Regions from separate parts of the Dromaius novaehollandiae genome. Here region 2 is linked to region 1. Evidence: chromatin contacts called from public Hi-C data. All regions are on one chromosome and are shown on one strand. Each heading gives the region's core, a stretch centred on a gene start, on an enhancer-like site or on the middle of the called end of the contact. The rest is flanking DNA. Distances are from core to core; before and after follow the strand shown.

What was found. Hi-C and Micro-C count contacts between places; a contact is called where the count stands out from the background.
Region 2: a Hi-C map of brain shows a contact between it and region 1, with 2.8 times the contacts expected there. The contact joins the promoter of UBE2U here to the promoter of ROR1 in region 1. A contact is called at or near these places in 2 of 4 Hi-C or Micro-C datasets (brain and liver).

What each region holds. Positions count from the first base shown.
Region 1 is chr8:40,003,817-40,010,568 of bDroNov1.hap1, forward strand. It overlaps ROR1 (receptor tyrosine kinase like orphan receptor 1), which reads left to right and starts at 1,712. Exons shown (of 9, transcript XM_064516312.1): 1 at 1,712-1,776.
Region 2 is chr8:40,155,396-40,162,485 of bDroNov1.hap1, forward strand. It overlaps UBE2U (ubiquitin conjugating enzyme E2 U), which reads left to right and starts at 4,477. Exons shown (of 10, transcript XM_026111605.2): 1 at 4,477-4,673; 2 at 5,104-5,185; 3 at 5,602-5,694. The coding sequence starts at 4,608.

The DNA of each region.
Region 1 (6,752 bases), core at 462-2,961:
AGTGGTGTGCTAAACTCACACTGATATGGATAAAAGTTTTACATGCCGAATGAGTGGAAAATACGAGATGTTAGATGGTACACTACAAGTCTATAAACCTGATACCTAAAACCTGCTATCACGGTTTTGCCAGCCCCCTGCTAACTTCCATGCAAATTCCACCAAGGGACCTTTCGTTCGGTTTGTCTCAATTCAAAGTCTTAAAGGCGAATTGAAATGCTGCTGGAATAAAAACCTGCTCAAACTGCCAGATCCCTAACAAATTCCCTGTGTAGACTCACAAGTAAATACATTGAAAAGGCAAATGCTCAGGCCTTCTTATTAACCTGTCAGCCCAGGAATGCTGGAATCTATTTTTCGCCTGCAAAATTTGTGACTTTCTTCTTCCTCTAGTGACTGAAGTATTTTACTGCTCTCCATTCCTGGCAACAAAGGTGATATTGTTTAAGAAGGTGGTGAAACCTCCCTCGTTCATGCTGATGACTGCAGCACCCCTTACCAATTAATTTATGGGGAGAACTGGGAGATGTAGAGCCGATGCCACTGCTCGTTCCTGGCAGAACCACTTACTACAAGTTGATCTGGGGCGGCCTGCAAAGTCATCTAACTCGTTGTAAAGGCATGAATTAAGATAGTTGAGCGTAACGTTAGCTGAGCTTTCCAAACTATCGCCTTAATCATCTCCCTGAATCGGATTTTGGAGGACTGGGCTGACTGATTCCTTGTACAAAAAGAAAACAAACTCTGTAAGAGAGACCTTGGCTCCTTTGAAGTTAACGAGGAGTTTCACCTGAAATTACCTGAGATATTTTGCAAAAGTGCAGACTGGTCATGCCTGAACGAAGCTGTAAATCCATTACCTTCTTTTCAAGACTCACTCCTGGGGATAATGAGCAAGTCAGAGATAAAACGCATGCAACTCCTTCCTCCCGAAAGATGCCTGCAAAGCCCAGTGTCTGAAATGGAAATAGCCAGTCCACGTGATCACCTGCGAGCATTGCTCTTACACGCTTCTCCCGTTGCCTGTCCTGCTCTGCACTGTGTCTGGTTGTTAAATTAATGCTTTGAAAGTGCCCGGCACAACGGGATACCAAATTTAATGAAATGCTGGGGCGCCAGCACACAATTACAAAAATAAAATAATAACAGCAACAGCAGCAATAAAGATAATGTGTAAAATGCGCACCGATATTTGCATATGTTATTAAGTAGTTGCTCGTGTTTGTGTCCCATTCTATCACCCTCAGTTTTTCAGAAGGGTAAAATTACATATTATGGAGGGATGTAATTCAAGGATATAAAGAACAGAGTCCTTCTGCTATATATATAAAATTCCAGTGTAATACATATATGAAAGGGAAAGAATTGTGGTCTATTTCAAGGCTTTTCCTTTTATCTTTTCCATAGTCTCCTGCCAATTTTCAAAGCACTCCCAGATCACTGGCTGAGCTAGATTGTCCGAACGAGATTACACTGAACCTCCTGACGCTCGCTTCTGCCGGTCCCTAGGGCTATAGCCTGTCCTCTGACCCCTGACCATGCTCTCCTCCAGCGTCCAGCCCTTCGCTTTCCTCTTAAGGCAAAGCAAAAATTTCGGTCGGAGAAGGAGACGGAGCTGCTCTACAGGCTGGCACAAACACCTGCTCAGTGGCCGAACCTGCTGGCTTCCAAATAGAAAGAGGTCCCCGGCGGGGGATGCGTCTCCCACTGCCTACGAACGTGCTCTGAGCCACCGCAGCGTCTCGCCCGCTGACCTGCCGATTCAGGCAGTGAAAGGTAGGTCAGAAACGTCCTGACAAGGACCAGTACTGGATCTAGCTCTTAACTAAAACCCTGCATCAAGTGCAATCCATTACCTCTCTGTCTTTCGGTATCTGTTCTTACCCCGGTTGAAAACACAAATCCTGAAAACAAAGTCTTAACTGCTTAAGAGTTGTCCGTGATGATGACCAAGTTTATCAACCATTTTCTCATGCAACATGAAAAAAATGGAAAGCTTTTGCTGCATGACCATATAAAGTAACAGGACTCACATGAACAGCATACACTCTTCATGTTGGCCAATGTATGCTTTTCTTAAACTGTCTGCAACGAGCTTTTACAAGGAAGCTAGCTTGCTGAAAAAAAAATCACATAGCAAGATATATGTTTTTCTTGCACATGCCTATTCTCTATACAGTGGTTGATTTTTTTTACATAATTCAGAAAATTGTCATTCATATCTCCTGTTCGTTTTAAAAAAAGATATTATTGTTTGCATTGCGCATGTTCCCAAAAGCTCAGGTAGAAAATGGAGGATGCCTCAAGTGAGACAATGTCTCCACATCCGTTAGACAGAAGTCCTGTCCCCAAAAACTGACAATGTAAGCAAAGATACATGTAAATCTCCAACCTTTAAAAAGTAATACCAATTGTCGTTTTCTGGATTATGTTGGCATTTAAAAATCATTGATGAAATCTCAGCTATACACATGGTCCTCCCATGGATTGCAGATGCTGTGAATCCAAGAATGCTGCTTTGCAGGAGCAGAATAAACATCCTAGCCTCATCTTGAAACTCCACTGTAGAAGCCTTAACATTTTGGTTTAATTGTATTTGAATTTCTAATGGGCAAAGAATGAGCGATATGGCCCCAGATGGTCAAAATGAAAAAAAAAATTGTTTAGACTAATAGGGATACTAGTGAGAGATGGAAAGAAAAATGAGGAGTCTTTTACAATGTGACATGATACTTAAGAAGACATTTTGTCAGTAACTACAAAAGTGTAATGTTTCTTTTTCAGTTTGCTGTACTTCTGACACTATTCTCTTACTACATCTTGCTTATCATCCTCTTGTTAGGTTTATTGTACTTACAAATCATTCCCAGACAGTCAGCTTCTTAGCTATCTTTTCATTAAAAACAACGAGAAAGAAGAAAAAAGTTATGTGTGTAATACATTTTCCCTGCGGGAACTAATTCCACAAAGATATTGACTACAAGCCTTGCGTTGTTTTAAAATATGTAGACATGCATCAAACCGGCGATTCGTCTCCCCCGAGTCACCTCTGAAGTCTTATCTGTGCATTACATCTCCGCGGTATCCTGCAGATCATGTAGGAGAAATTGTCTCTAATCCCTCCTCCCAAGCCAGTGTTTATTCTTACCTTGACTACTTTCTGCCATCCAGCAGTTAAAAATACTCTGTACTATTCACTTTGTAGTATTTAGGGTTATGTCCACTCTAGCGCTTTTGTTTAATATATTTCTCGTTCTTCCACTGTGGTATGACAGACTGCTGCACATTAAAGGAAAAGTAGGGAGAATAGTTGTATTGATTTCAAAATGTTGCAGATTAAGAGCAGATGTACTACGTATTCCCCAAATGTATGTTTTAACTTTCATTTACGTGCTGTGCTGAACAGTCTTCAAGCCCGGAAGTGATTTATATTTGCTAATTGCATGCGCTTTGGTAGATCTGCAGCTAAAAATAAGTGGCTTGTTTTTTAACTATAACTGATGTATCCTTTCACGCTGCATGTATCCAGCATTTAGAAGCTAGCTCAAGACTTTGCAAATCTGCAGTTAGTTTCCTGATCTGCCATAGACTTCTTTTGTATCCTCATGCACTCGCCGTGGGTTGTTCCTGGGCGCAGCTCAAAGGTGTCTGGACCTCACAGACATCTTGCCTCATTATACAAAAAACAGAGAGATTAAGAAACTATTTTATGTTACAGCTAAATGAGTTTAATGTCAGGTTGCCGCCAAAAGCAGCAGCTCCATCATTCCTGCCCCACCCTGGAATAAGGGTCCCAGTCGCCTGCGTTGGGTCTAACACTAGAGCAGCTGCGTGGAGGGTTGGCCCAGCTGGCTGATCTCAAAAAACATCTTTCTTTTTTTGTCAGAGGGTTCATTTTCCACTGGACCAGTCGGCTGAATGAACTTCTCACGATGAGATCAGCTTAGAGAGAACTTGCGATGTAACCCTCCAGAGGGCCAGGGCAGCCACAGCGAATCCAGACTAGTGCTGCCAAAATCCTGCCTCAGCTGTATGGCCTGACCTTCCCACTGTCATTAGCTCTAGTATTAATGCGACTAGATGGCCTTAATGGCCCTGGCCAACCTCACCTAGGGTCTCTACCCACACACCCTGCTCAGGGGCTCTGACTTCCTGGCTTGACCCAGACCTGTTGTGTCACCATGGACCTGCCTGGCGATTTCTGGGCTGTTTCTGACCTGGCTGCTGCCAATGGACCTGATCCTGACCTGCAGATTGACTTCCCGCCTTGATTTCAGACCTGCTTCATCACCACGAACTTGCCGGATGCCTGTTGGTTGAGCCTGGCCACCACCCCTCGGCCTGCCTTGCTGGGGTGCCCTGGGACGGGGCTCAGGCTGGTGAGGCCCTGGCCCTGCTGGCTGTGTCACTGTGCTTGGTTCCCTGTCCCTTAGGGAGCTGCTTGTCCTCATTGCTCCCTGTCAATAAGGTGGTAGGGACCTAAACTGGCAGAAACCTCTTCACTCTATGAAGGGAGAATTATCTGTCAGCCTATCTATCTCTTGAACCATCTCAGCTCCTTAGTGAGTCAGAAACAACGTGTGGGACTGAGAAGACCAGGTAGCTGCAGGGAAAGCCAACAATGTGGGTCATCCTTAATCTTGACTTGGATCAGCTCTGTCTGGTATGGAATGGTTTGGTTTCATGGTTAGTTTAAGCTGATCTAAGCTCATCCTGCTGCTGGAAGGGAAGGTCCTGTGTGGCCGTGCAATTGTGAGAGCTGACAGGAGGAAGGCAGTGGGACTGTGTGACTGGGAAAGGAAGCGTAGGGAGAGAGGTGGCAGCATGATTAGCTTAAGCCAGCGATGAAACTACATTCGAAGGCATCTCAGAGCATGGAGGTGAGAAGTCTTGCACCTTGAACAGAGGTTCATAGCTACAAAGTAAGGAATGCTTTAGAAATTCAATCCCTCCCTGCTGCAAACATGGGCACTCAGGCCTGGGCAGCGGGAAGTCCCTTCCACGCACGTTGAGTCCAGGTCCTACCCCAGCACTCAAAGTACTGAGCTAGGCTTACCTTTGTCATTTAATCCATTACGTATGCTTATTTTAGTGTTAGAGCTTTGCGAGGAAGTGGATAATCCATTGTCACTGTGCTCCTCAGTCTGAGGAGGAATGTGTGTGTTTGCATGGGTGAGGAGACGGTGGTATCAGGCCCCAATCTCCTTTCCTAGCACATAGCTAGATGCTTTTCTGGGTTTGTTTCTCCTCTTAAAACTAAGCTAAGTGTCTGACAAGAAATACCAGATTCATATAGCGGAAAAAGAAAGCATGGGGGAGGAGGAGATCTGATTTAGCAGGAAGTTAGGAGGAAATTCCTTTAATCTTGTCCTGGTTTTCACTCTGCTTATGAACTTTTTATTAAACCATTGACTTTTAAAATCCTAAACATAACCTAAAAACCCCAGGAATGAGACCATTCTCCTGAATAAAAGGTAGTTTTCACTGCCAGTAGCTTCAGTCAGTTTTGGCAGTGTCACTTGACTTCAGCAAAAGAGCACTATTCACTACTGAGTGTCTGACCACAGACACAGCTATGCTATAACATACAGCAAATTGGTACTTTGCGCTGGCAGAAGGGAAGGAACTCCAACCCTCGTGCCCACAAAGCTCAGCTTCCTATCACCAGCGAGAGGAAAAAAGCATGTTTGGGGGCTGGTTGCGGGCACCGTCATGTTCCGATGGGCTGACCGAGCCCTTCTAATGAGGCCACAAATGTGTAGAAAGTGTGGTCACGTGGACAGTCCCGCAGCCCAGCATGAGACGCGCCGGATAATGGGGGAAAGCAAAACACAGCAGGGCTAAAATGCTGCTCTCGGCGCTTACAGTCAGTAAGTGCTTACTCACTGATTACTAATTACTTACGCAGCAGTAGCTGCGCTTGACTCATTTTCAGCTAAGTTGACTTGTTTGTATAGAAGCTAAACAGGGAGAAAACTATGTTGAATATTGTTTTCGCTAAGGCAGAGAGGGTTGAAAATGATTCTTAAGGTGCGACTTGGACTGCTGAGAACTGATAGGAGAAGTAGGAAAGATCCAGTAAAGCTGAAATGATGCAAGGGGAAAACGAGAAGCTCTTAACCATCAACCCATGCATGAAAAAATAGCTGAGAAATCACTTTTCCACAGTGCTAATTATTGGTTTCTTTGTTTTGTTTCACTGCAAGTGCTCTTAGAAGAATGCATCGATAGAGGATGAATTTTAGGTTACGTGTAACCCATCAGGGTGCTCCCCGTAGCCTCAGCTGCTCCAGCCGCGCTTCGGCAGTGAACGGTGGCATTCCCAGTGACAGGAGGTGGCCAACATCTGCGTTGCACCCCTCCATCATGGCTCAGAAATGCACCAGTACCTCCCTGCCACTCTCGCCAACCTGATGTCTTGCTGCATCACCGATGAGCTGTCGAGGATCTTTTGATGCACAGCTGATATGTTCATGGTGGATCTGGGGTAGAGCAACACCTCGCGTGCACCCCAGTGATACCGCGAACGGCCTTGTGACACTGTGCTCCAGCATCGCTTTGCTGTAAGGTTTTTGAGACGCTCTTTTAAAAACATCAGCTGTCCGTAGAGAAGTCTAATGATGATTTCCGTCAGGTCGCAGTTCTGGGCGAGGGGGAAGTAACTGGGGGAGTTTAGCAGGTCTCAGTAAAGCAAAAAACCTTGGGGCAGCCAGAATAGATCTGACCGCGTTGCTGGGGGTCAGACGCAAGGT
Region 2 (7,090 bases), core at 3,227-5,726, 150 kb after region 1:
TACACGCATATCTTTGTAGCAGTCTGTTGGCATCTTGTTCAATAGAGTAAATATTGTCATTCTTGATCCAGCTTTTCTCTCATCCGCTCCAGCATACTTTTTTTGAGTAGTCACATCAGTGAAAACAATTCTTTTGCACCCTAAGCATGAAGCCCATTGAGAAAGTAGAAGCCAATTTTTTTTAACCAGTCCTTTATTAGGAGATTTCTTAGCCTATACCATTAACGGCTTGAAATTTCAGCAGTGCCAATTTAAAGTCAGTAAGCCACTTTGTAAGTGTCTGGTTTCAGAAACAAAAGAAACCATATGCAGCCAGTCGAGTTTGTGGTCCTTACATTAGGCTGTTATTGCAAAATCTTTGGTAAATAACATGTTGTAAATAAAGTCAACAGAGAAATAAGAATCTTTGTACCATGGCTGACACACAGATGTTAATGCAAAAGCATGGCTGAAAAAGGTATTGAGATATAAAGATCAATGATATCAGGATATTTGCTCTTCACTTTCAAGCAACAGCCTTCACTGAATGACTTTATGAAAAAAGTATCAGGAGGGCCCCTCTTCACATAGGAATATTATATGTTCATATGCTGGGAAAGAAAGCAGTGGAACCACCTATCAAGAGCCATCTAGACGGATGGTTTCTGCAAGTTGGAAGGGCAAGTGATAGAGGTCCCAGCAGGACAAATTTCAACTGAACATGTTAACGCCACAAGACAGTTCAATCCTGTGAAGACAAGCATGAGCAACACTCAGGTAAAAACCTCTCTCACAGCAGTACAATACATATTTAGCATGCATGGGACTGGCATCTTATGTAGGTAAGCATCGCTATGAATTTGCATACTTCAGTCACCCTGATAGGAAAATGGTAAGCTCATACTTAATGGAGCAGCAATGGTTATGAGTCATGAAGTCATCCCTGACACATTTTTGTGGTTTTATGTTAAAAAAAGGAGCTACGATGCAAACACACTCAGTTCTATTTAGTTTTCCCTTTTTTTCAAAGTTAGCTAGATATTGAAGGTTAAAATATTTTTCAGATTCACAGTTAGAAGTAAGACCAGCTGTGAGGACCTCTTCCTTCCCTTCTGCCCCTCTCAGCAAGTGAAGTTTGTGAACCCTGAGGCTGAAATCACAGTCAGGGAACAAATGTTAAAGCAGAGAGGCAGGAATTCATGAGGGAGCAATTAAAAGGAGGAAAAAAATCTTCTAAGACCCAATTAGATAATGTGGAAAATAAATGTTGCCAAAAATTAAGAAATTACTCCTCAGGTGGGAATGCAGACATACAGATGAAGGTTATTTTCATGGCAAATAAAGGACGAGGGAACCTTCCACATTCCTAATGCTGGATATTAGAGTCATCGTATCTTCTATCTTCACAGACAGAACAGCCAAGACTGTTGGAAATGTTAAAATGGATTGAGAAGCTCTAGAGGTTTGGAAGTAAAACTCTGAATAAAGAATGTTTAGCAAACCTTCAATCTGGAGAATCTCATTCTCTCCAGGTTAGCTTTTATGTGCGTAAAAGAGAATAAATATTTGCTGATTTAAAGACCAAAATGCAGAGACTGAAATGGAGATTTGTAGCCTTTGTTCCCACAAAGGAGTGATTATAGTGGGTTGTGCGTTCTCTGGATTGAAAGCAGAAGGTAAAGCAGAGAACTACTTATGCAGAAACTTGGACTGGAAAACTCAGAAATACCAGTGTATGTTTATCCAGAGCATGAGAAATTGTCAGAAAGGAATCCATTATTTGCTTTGCATGAATAAGGATATCCAAGCAGTTTGCAGGCTTGGCAACATGCTATCACACTTGCTTGTTGTTCCCATACTGTTCGGCAACCTACATTCACCTGGAGAACTTTAAAATGTCCACCTAACTCAAAACACTCACTGACAGTAAGTCAGGTAATACAAAACCTGTCTCAAGTACAAACACATGCTGTTCACCATGGACTCAATTCTATGAAATGAGTACCTTCAATATCTGTTGGCTCCAGTTTCTGTATTTATCAAAAGGTATTTGGCTTTTTGGCAGAATTCATTCTTTTCGGGATGTCTAAAAGTTGTCTTTGCCTCCTCACAATATCAAGTCATTTGACCAAAAGACATGAAATTTCTTTTGTCTCGTGTTGTTAGGCCTAGCTTGCTCAAGGTAGGCCAGGCACAGCTCGAACTAGAAAGAGAGGAGCGATACGGCCGTGAATGTCTCACTGGCTCCTGTTAATGGGAAGACACAGAAGGGGCTAAGCCACCCTCTGTGCTTCCAGCCCATGTCACACCAGCCATTCAGTGCACGAAAGCACTAATGTAGTTGTGACTTTAGTATCTCCACTTCAAACTGCAAATATACAACAAAATAACTGGTTATAAATCATATATTTTAATTAGAAAACCATGAACCTGATAGAGCTGCAGGTAATGAAAGAGAGCTGCCTACACATGACGAAGATGGTAATCTCAAAGGAAGGCCAATCTTGTAAAAATAAAAAATCTTTTTGTTGTGCCTTATGGCTTGATATAAAACTCACTAAAAGCCATGCGTGTCTTTGCATTTATTTTAGTAGTGTTTGAATTAGGCTTTTTTTTTAACCTCCTGGAGAGTCTTTAGAGTTTTAATGATATTGGTGGGACCCTGGTGCTTCGGTGTGTACCTGTGAGAAATGCACGTCTTGCAGCCCAAGTTCACAAGCAGCTCTGGGGTATGTACAGGGTTTGCTACAAAGCAGGGTCCCAGTCCAGCAAAACGAGACATGCTCACACATTCGTTCCAAGGAGGTTAAACCGGCTTGAGTTCCAAAGTGCTAAAATAAACAAAAAAAGCTCTAGTTTTGTTTTTTTGCCAAAAAATTACAGTATCTGAACTGTATGCCACAATAACAAATATTTTGTTTAAAATAGGAATTCATCATCTTTCTGTGGTCGGGGAATGGAAGGAGCAGGCATGCCGACCAGAATTACACCATCTCTGGCTCAGCTGGAGAGGCTCAGTGGGAAAACCCAGGAAGCCGGGCTTCTGTCTGGTTTCGGCTAACGGAGAACACGCGTCTTTTGGAGAAGCAGCACGAGCTGTGCTTCAGGACAGCACCTCCTTGGAGCACCTTCTTGTGTCCCACCAGATCTGCCCACCAACATTGTCCTCAATTCCTCCCCCAGACACCACAATATGCTTACATTATGTGATTTTTGTACCTTGTCCCAGATCTTTAGTTTGCCTAAGACGGAGCCAATGCTTTTTATTTTAGTGAAGAGCTAGTAGGCGAATGATTCTCCGCTGTCAGCCTTACGGAAGGGGCTGAACCGCGGAGGGCTGGCGACGCTGGGACGCGGGCGGTCACAGGAACCACATCCTCCAGCTGCCCCCGCACATGCTTTCCTTCGGCTGCTGCCCCAACAGCTATGTATTTGCGGCCCCGAGCCGGCTTTCTGGCCGGTCTTGCAAGCCTCCTCCTTCCGCACAGGATGTTCCCGGAATCCAAGAAACAATTTTTATCTCGCCGCGGGCTGTCTTTTACAGGAGGGGAGGGCACTGCCCCCAAGGCAGCCGCTCGCCATCCCATTGTATTTCTCCCTGTTTGATCTCTCCGAGATTAAAGTTCAGTATATTTCAGGACAGTTATATTGCTGAGGTAATATAAAATTATTAAAAACAGGGAGAGAGAGACAATATTGTGACCGCACATCAAAAGCCCTTTAAGACAAAGGAGGGAAAATTGACTGGAAACTAGAATTATTAGAAGCATCTGTGGTGTCCGTTATTTAACAGTGCAACATGTTGTGGTGTCTCTTCCAAACCGGCAACCTGGCACTGCCTTCATTTGCTGCTTTGTGCCCTAAAAACCTGTTTTCCTGCTCCGGCAGAGGGGTACAGCAACGGTTGGGTGAAGGATTTCAACCTTGAGGCACAACCAAGGGAACGTTTTCCAACGCCGCAACCTGCAGCAGCCTGTACGAAGAAAACGTTGGGTTGTTTTTTCGCTCATTGGTGGAATTTAAAACAAAACAGAGGTATCTGTTAGATTCGCAAGAAGCACGTGCATTTATCAACGCAGCGGTACTCGGGGTACAACCTGCGTATGTGTGTTTATATAGGCGGGTGCATGTATTTATACACACTCAGATGTTTTCGGGACTCATTCCCATAGTTTACAAAGGCACAATAACATTTTGAAACAGTAACTAACAGGAACCATGACAACACTCATTCGCAGTCACCCTCAGTGTAAACAGTTAAGTGAGTTTATTCGGGTAGATCCAGACCTGCAGACAGCACAAGTGCTGCCTCTACGCTGCCGTCCCTATATGGGTCCCTATAGGAGAAGCATTGCTCCCCGTGGGGGAGCCAGATGACGAGCAGAATACCTCATTCTTGAGGGGGAAAGAAAATCTTTTATTTTTTTTAAGATTTTTCCGGAAAAACCCAATCCTCACAAAGAGGACAAGGGCCCCTCCGCGCCGCGCCGCGCAGTCAGCAGGTGAACAAAATGGCGGCGCGGCGCCGTTGCTAGGCGACGCGCGGGCCGGGACGCGGCGGCGGGCGGGCTCGGCCGTGCCGGGGCGGACCGGTGGGTCCCGGTGCCGGTGCCGGTGCCGCCGCCATCATGTGCTGCCGGGCCCGGCGGCTGCTGGGACGGGAGTACCGGGAGCACCGAGCCGCCCGCCTCTTCGTGAGTAGCGGCCGCCGCGGCGGGGCGGCACCGCGTGACATGGCGGCGGGGGCGGTGGACGCCGAGCGCGGCCCGCTCCCCCCGCTCCCCCCCGGGCCGTGAGCTGCTGCAGCAGTTCCAGCAAACCCTGGGTTCCCCCATTTTGGGCGCGTTGGCTTTCTCGCCTTGCCGATGCCCAAATTTCACCGCCAAGCGCTGCGGTGTCCCGGGGGTGGAAGGGAGCCGGGTCGCGGAGAGGCCGCTGCCACGAAGATATGGGCCGCACTGCTGTTACTGCGTTCAGTAACATACTGCCCTGTCTCTGAAGTGCTTCCAGGCAGCAAGGAACTTGGAAAGCTCCAGAGATTCATTTAGTCCTGTGTTTTTTTCTTTTTTTTTTTTAAGATGAGTACTTAACGGCTGAGATTTATCTTCTTTCCGTTCGTCGCAGGGCATTTTTGCCAGGCCCGTGAACGATAGCTTCCTGGAGTGGTTAGCTGAAGTCCAGGGCCTCAAGGATTCGCTCTGGGAAGGTCTGTCGTACACCTAAACACAAAGCATTTGCAATAGCACGTGCAGCTTGCACATGTATTTCTGTCGTTTCATCCTACAGGATTTGCTAAAAAAGACTTAAAGCAGGTTTAAGAGCACAATAGCATCCAGTCGGCTTTTTTTTATTAGTTAGCACTAAAAACACACTAGTTTTTAGTGCAGCGTCTTTAACACACAGCATATGACGTCTGATCTCTGAGCAAATGCTTTTGGTCTTTTAACATAATGAATGTTTTTTCATTCATGCTGCAGTTTTCCTAGGGGATTGAGAAAGCTGCACACAACGATGTGGCTGAGCACAGGAATAAACAAAGCAAAACTGCTCAGATATAAATCTGGTGCTCTGCTTGATAAATGCAATGCAGTGGCTTACAGCTAATGTCTTTTTCTGTGACAGGGGCTGTTCTTCAGCTGTCACTGACATACAGTGAAGAGTACAATGACGTCCCTCCGACTGTTAAGTTCAACACCATTCCCTTCCATCCCAACGGTAAGGGTTTGTGGGAAAATCACTAGCCACGTGTTCAGATGTTTTGGAAGTGTTTAACTTGATATTTCAGTTCCTTATACTAGCATTTCTTTAGTAAACAGGAATGGGTTCGGATTGCCTCAAGAAACAGAGTCCAGTTCTTCAAGCGTAGGATTCTCGCCTGTGTCTAGATCTTTGTTTGCGTGTTCAGGCCGCCCCCGGGATGGATCCATTTCACCTGTCTAACTGAAGGTCCCTCTGCAGAACCTGCTGACTCCATGTACATTGGTTTAGCAGTAACTTTCCACAGCACACAGTGAGACCACAGGGGACTGGAGCTCTTCAGATCCCGGGGTAGGAAAGAGAAGGAGCTGAGACAGTCACCTTCCTCTTATGGCACCACGACTGGTAAAAGAGATAACAGCATTCTCCTACCATTTGCTGATAGCAGTTATTCCTAAGCTCAACTGCTAGATGTCTGTGGTGCCATAGCTCTGAGGGAGGTTATCACTTTTGCATATGACAGTTTTTTTTAATGGAAATTCCCAGGGAAGTTGTGTATGAAAAGCTTCTCTGAAAGCACACTGTTTCGTATTATTTGGGTTGCAAGTGCGCTCATTCAGAATCGTGGTTTGTCCACACTGAGTCACTCTTTTATCTTTACTGCAGTGTAGACATTACGCAGATACCTAGCGCATCTGCCAGTATGCACCTCACTGCAGGAGGGCTGCAGATCCTGTCTAGAAAATCTGGTGAAAGTTCTGGTGCGTAGCTCCTGCTGAATTCCAGGTTTCTGTGGCTGAGTTTCTGCTGATACCTGACCTAGATACTGCTGCCACAAAAATTTGCTTCTAAACTTTTGCTGTGCTACTTCAGCCACTTCTCTTGTACAGTGGCTCTGCATTTTTTAAGACTAAACATACAATGTTCTGAGCAGAAATCCTCTCCTTCCTGGCAGGATCTACCAGGACTGCCTGGGTCTGGGCACTGGCTCAAACAAGCATCTTGCTATAATTCCTCCTGTGTCACACCATGTTTCGTTTGGCCTAATCCTGCGGAAACAGTACAGCGGGACAACTGCTGAGCAGTGTGAACAGAACTGTCATTTACTGTGAACATGGTTTTCTATGCGTATGGGCAGCTGCTTTGCCGGATGGCCGTGGATGTGTTGAAAAATAGCTATGCCAATGCCATGAGGATATTGCTAGAGGAAAAGGAGGAAACTGAAAAGTTAGGTTTTTAACATGACTCCACACAGTGGCACTGACGGCTGGGAGAGGGATACAGAGCTGTAAGGACCCCGGTCGGAAGTACAGCTGTGGCTGTGGAAGATTCATATTCTTAGAGATCTGTACTGAGTTCGCTAGCAGTGCGAGAGCTTGCTTCTCACTGAGAAGAGGATGCTCTCCTTCCTCGG